Linked DNA regions of Mus musculus: region 2 is linked to region 1. A link is a contact called in public Hi-C data. All regions are on one chromosome and are shown on one strand. The core of a region is the stretch at or near the end of the contact, and the rest is flanking DNA. Distances in the headings are between cores, read along the strand shown.

Evidence for each region. Hi-C and Micro-C count contacts between places; a contact is called where the count stands out from the background.
Region 2: a Hi-C map of the N1E-115 cell line shows a contact between it and region 1, with 1.8 times the contacts expected there. The contact joins two enhancer-like sites. A contact is called at or near these places in 9 of 484 Hi-C or Micro-C datasets (the N1E-115 cell line, cerebellar granule neurons, cerebellum and 4 more).

Annotation. Positions count from the first base shown.
Region 1 is chr11:17,684,980-17,687,851 of GRCm38.p6, forward strand. No RefSeq gene overlaps it. Among named protein-coding and RNA genes, the nearest start is that of Etaa1, 270 kb to the right of the region's middle. Within about 2 kb of position 1,597, at least 57 of the 459 cell types and tissues checked have an H3K27ac peak or open chromatin away from gene starts, as enhancers often do. A contact at or near this core is called in the N1E-115 cell line, where this site is marked.
Region 2 is chr11:17,844,843-17,847,631 of GRCm38.p6, forward strand. No RefSeq gene overlaps it. Among named protein-coding and RNA genes, the nearest start is that of Etaa1, 110 kb to the right of the region's middle. Within about 2 kb of position 1,384, at least 2 of the 459 cell types and tissues checked have an H3K27ac peak or open chromatin away from gene starts, as enhancers often do. A contact at or near this core is called in the N1E-115 cell line, where this site is marked.

The DNA of each region.
Region 1 (2,872 bases), core at 347-2,846:
TCACATTATTTTCCCTCTGTAATATTCTGATAGCAGTTCAAGGACTCCAATATGTTGACATGACATCATAAGTTGATTGTCTTTTAAAAATGCAATATTTCATCATTTATAGGTTGACCCTATTCCAGGACCCAAAGGAAAATGGAAAATAGGACTTAGAACTTGAAAGAGAAAATTTGAGTGAGCCTTCAGTTTAATGCAGTTTCCATTCTTGGAGCCAAAAGGCTCTGTAGGCAATACACAGAAGGAGTTGCAGAGGATGAGGGAGTGGAGACTTTTGGTTTCGTTACATACTCGCTGTACCACTGCATCAGGGTGTCTAGGATTTTTGCCCTCATGATGAAATTATGGGTGTTATCCTTCATTTCCTGTTTTGGAAAATGGTTTGACTTATGAAAAACAGGTTAATTGCATATTGTTTTTGTGAATTAGGTTGCTAATTTTTCACATCATAATTAAGCTAATTAGAATTCTATTATTTTCCAACAGTTTTAATGAGGTCTTCTACTTGGCAAGGAACCTGTGAGACCAAAAACCATTGCCATTTGTTAAAAGATGGAGAAACCCCGATGACAAGCAGAGTTTCAATTGCATTTCAGTTAATACGATTTATTCGTTAAGCTGATTATATTTTGTTGCTTCAAGTCTGACAAACTTCTAAAGTTGTCCACTTTTCTACTATGTCTCTGTTGCTCTATCTCCACTCCCGCCTCCATTCCTCCTTAGAGAATTTGTGGCGTCTGGGTTAAAATAGGTGGAAACAGTCTCTGTTTCCAGCCACCGCTCCCCAGCTTGGTTGGAATGCTCATCTGGTTGTGATAGAGCCTGCGGGTTCGGCCAGCAGTTCTTAAAATAGTTCCTTGGCTTATAAAAAAAATAGTCATTTGGGCAGCTCAGGGTTTGTTCTCTGGCTGCTTCTGGCAACTTGCTTTGGGGGGCACTGTTGCTCCAGTTTGGGAGTTACAGCTGGGCTTTAGTGAGTGATGGCTCTCTCTTGCACAATCTCAGATCTGCACCCCTTGTCAAGTAATCATTACAAATGTTTCACATAGGAGCAAGCTGGCACTAAGCAAAGGTCTGCCTTTTAAAAGAAGCATGGGCCCTAGGGGTGGGGACCACTCTGTCCTGACCATTGTAACATTTTCCCCTTTGACAGTGTAATTAAGTGCTAATTAACTAAATGAGTGTAAATGAGTGAAGGTTGAGATAAATATCTACATCTTCTTAATCTATTTTCCCCTCGAAGATTTGATAAAGGAAATTTGGATTTAATGGAAGATATCTGTCAATTATTTTTTTTAAGGTGGCAAATCTGTTTAGAAGGAACTGAAATACACCAGTTTTAATTTCTACAGGACAAGTTAACAGCATATGAATATAAGAGAGGTGCCATAAAATGGGGATGTGGTGCTGCAATAATTATGGTAAGGAGGCTTGGTGAAACTACCTTTTGCAAACATCTGCTTTCTGCTTTTTTTCATATCCTGCAGATGTTGCTGAACTGATGAAAAATACTGACAGGAGAATACATTAGCCCATGAAGTCATTTCAATGAATAAAGCAAAGACTAGCTTTTAACTTTCTAAAAAATCTACTTAGAAAAGAACTCTGCTTCCAGAATAGGGAGAGATTACACCAATAATTGAGAGGGGCCCAGGGCCTTCTAAAAGCGTCAATAGTGATCTCTTCTTGCCAAAGGGGAGAAGAGATGCTTTGTGGGGGAGCAGCCAGGGTAATAAATGAGAATCTTTGTAATTCAGGCACTTTTCCATTACCTTCCATGGTGAGTGATTAGAAATGAGACTGAGGAGCAGCCATGGAAAGCCCACTTTTGTGCTTGGCAGTAGAGCAAAAAGCTGCTGAGTTTTGCCCCAACTACCCTGCCTATCCTGCTAGGCAGCCCCTGAGGCTGAGACCAGAAACAGATTGACAGCTCTTGGGTTGGAGCAAGAATCTTGGAAAGGAGGTGCTATTTGTGGTTCCGGGCAGTCAATACCCTTCCCAGACAGGAAGTGGTAAGTCAGGCACATGTATGCTAAACTGCCTGGAAAGCAAGGACTGAGCCTGGGAAACGGCATTTAATGGGGTTCAGTTGCATATGAGATTAAAACCCTGAAATAAATGCAAAAGAACTATTTTGGCCTATACCCTATTTGGCAGGAGGATTAAGAGCCTGAAATAGTCCTCTGGCTGCCTGGGAACTCTGAATCACTCCCATTATTGATATAGCCACTTCGAGTCACAGCATCATGTGTTCAGAAGGCCCCAATTAAAATGTACAACAAGTGTTTTTCTGATAACCAACCTGGCAGATAAGAAGGATGTACTTATATAATGTTTTTGTTAAAAGAAAGACAACAAGAAAGAAAGAAAGTAAGAAAGAAAAAGAAAAAAGAAGAGAGAGAGAGAGATTCCAAAACAGAAACTGCACTTTTCTAATTCTTCTCTGAATTGACCTTTAATTGCTTACAGCTAGTAGTATCATCCTTTTTTCTTTTTCTTTTTTCCTTCTGAGGCAAAAGGACAAATCTGCACCATGTCTCGGGAAAGACTTTTTATTGTCTGTTCTATGAGGCCTGGAGGTCCCTGGAGAGGGATTCTTTCCTGACCACACAATCCTTCTGTTTTAGCCACAATGCACGGGTGATACCACCAATTACCTCTCTCCAGCTCTACCATTTACTCTAGTACTGGTGCATGGCATATTTCTTACTGGCATTAAAGGCGTTGCTTCATCTTTCCTCCTACCCAACCCTTCTTTTCTCTGCACCTGGCTAATTTCGGACTGTGATTTATCAGCTGTATTTCTCAATGCAGATTATCAGGTTCAACTCAATATGACCAGTTCTTGCTCCTTTGGGGGAATCTTGGC
Region 2 (2,789 bases), core at 134-2,633, 160 kb after region 1:
AATGTAAATGAAGAAAATATCTAATAAAAAAATAAAAAGAACTGAAGGGAATGGCAATGGCACAGGAAGACCAACAATATCAACTTACCTGAAGCCCTGGGCACTCCCAGAGACTGAACTATCAACCAAAGAGAATACATGAGTTACATACAGAGGTCCCTGGCACATAAGCAGCAGAGAGCTGCCTTGTCTGGTCTCACTGGGAGAAGATGCATGTAATCCTGCAAAGACGATGCACCAGGGAGTAGGGATACAGGGGTTTGCGGGAAGATGCCCTCTCAGAGGTGAAGGGGTGGTGGCAATGTAGGGAGGAATCCTGTGAACGGGGACTGGGAAGGAGCAGTATTTAGGATATAAATACATAAATAAATTTTTAAAAAATGGGCAGGAAACTAGATGAAATTCTTCCCTCTCGAACAGCTGTCTACACTTTTCCCCACTACTCCAGGAGTCTTTTTTGGTTTTTGTTTTTTGTTTTTTCTAGCAGTTCTTTGGGAAAGGACTTAAACTGTATTCCAAGACAGGCTTATATCCATGGCAATCCTCCTGCCTGAGGATCCAAAGAAACTGGCCTTAAATATCAATCACTGTGCCTCACCCTAAATACAATTCGTTTTTTTATTGGATATTTTCTTTATTTACATTTCAAATGTTATCCCCTTTCCCTGACCCCTGGGACCCCTTATCCCGTCCCTCCTCCCCTTGCTTTTATGAGGGTGTTTCCCAACCCACCCACTCCCACCTCCCTGCCCTTGAATTCCCCTACACTGGGGCATCCAGCCTTCCCAGGACCAAGGGCTTCTCCTCCCATTGATGCCCGACAAAGCCATCCTCTGCTACATATCCAGCTAGAACCATGGATCCCTCCATGTGTACTCTTTGGTGTAAATACAATTCTTAATTACAGCACCATCCCTAGTCTCTTTGCTAAAGGTAATCCCTCTCCCATCTCAAGCTTTCAATAACATTTTAATCTATCCTTAAAAAAAAACAAAACAAAGCAAAACAAAACAAAATAAAATTCCTTTGTGGTTGATACTTTTTTATCTTGCATCAGCCCTGTGCCCACACTTCCTTCATATCTCTTCCAAAATTCTGCATCTCAGACACTGACCACATTTCCGCCAGGGTGACCAGAACACGCTCAACCCCGGCCTTCAGCCTTCACTTTTGCCTCCTTGCCATCGATTTCTCACCCAGCAACCACCATGGTCTGTTTAAAATCAAAATCAGATTTTATTACATCTCTCTACTTATATGACCTCAAGTCACTTGCTGTCATTCAGACTAAAGTCTCACCTCCTCACTATGGAGTCAAGACACTATGTGAGCTTCAAAATCTTCCCAAAACCATCACCAGCCAATACGATCTTCAGCCACTGCCTCCCAACACCAACCCTTGTGCAAATTACAATATGTTCTATCCTAGAAGACGCTCGGCAGCAGAGCAGCCTTCCGGACAGTTATAGCCTTTCCCATCCACAGGCCATGACCTGCATTTTTTAGTGTAGATTTCTTTTTCCCAATCTAAAGATAAAATCAATGCATGTAGAGAAGCTAAGCAGAGTAATCAAGTATGAGGGAGGAAGTACAAATGATGTCCACCACTGCATTACTTCTAATGATGAAAAACTACAAGTGACCTACAGTTACCAGCAGAGAAATGATTGAATTAGGTTAAGTCCAGCGCAAGCAACTAAGAGGCCATTAAAAAGAATAACATGATAGCTGCCTGGGACTGGACCATTAGAGTAAAACAGAAAATCATTCTTCCTGCATAGGGGATTTCTTGGAGGAAGATGTAAAAATATTTAAAACCCATTGCCACCTGGGAGCCATGGTATGGCCTACATACTTCCAGCTGTGCAGGAGAATTGCTTGAGCCTAGAATTTACTAAGACCCATTGAATTGCAATAAATATACTTTAAACGACTGAATTTGATGGGATACAAAGTATATTTCAATACTGTTACTTCAAGAGTAAAATATGATAGAAATAATGAACCTACAAAGAAAACTCTTTATAATTTAAGCTAAATACAAGTCATAAGAAAAATACTTTCAATATATAATATATATTCTTTTTATCCAATAATGTACGCAATTGTATGCACAAAAGCATGATATTAATGCATACATACATTTGTGTTTGTGGAGAGAATGGCAGTGCTGTAGTGAGTGGCGATTTTAGGACAGCTGACCTGGTGGAGGGCTTGAAATGTGATTACAGTGTTTTATCCACAGCCACACAGGAATAATTTTGCCAAACACCTGACACATTCAAAGGGAAGATTTTCTTTAGTACTGAGAAGCCTAAAACTCAAGCTCTTCTCACTTTGCTTTGAGGCTTGGTGATGATACTTCAGGAGCAGCATCTCTAGGATGCCTTACTCTCATCACTTGATACAGTGATGGCTTCTGTCTACAAAGGAGAGTCAGTGCCCCTGCTCCCAGGTATTTCCCCTACCCTACTACCTAATTGTGTCATGTGACCACTGTAATCGCAAAGGAAGCTACTGAACACTTCACCCTCCATGGTATAAGGAAAGGGCAGGAATAAACACTGGGTCAGAATCTACACTAAAGGGCTGTACAGTCTTAGCCTTGGTGGGAGGGTTTCCCAAGAAGTTTTCATAAATATAACTGTAATAATAATCATTATTATATTATAATACTATTAATAATATATGTAATATTATGTGATAATATATAACAATGATATCATTTTTATTATCAATAACCTAGGTTTTACCACCCATTGGTAGGCACTAGCTATCGTATTGTATCC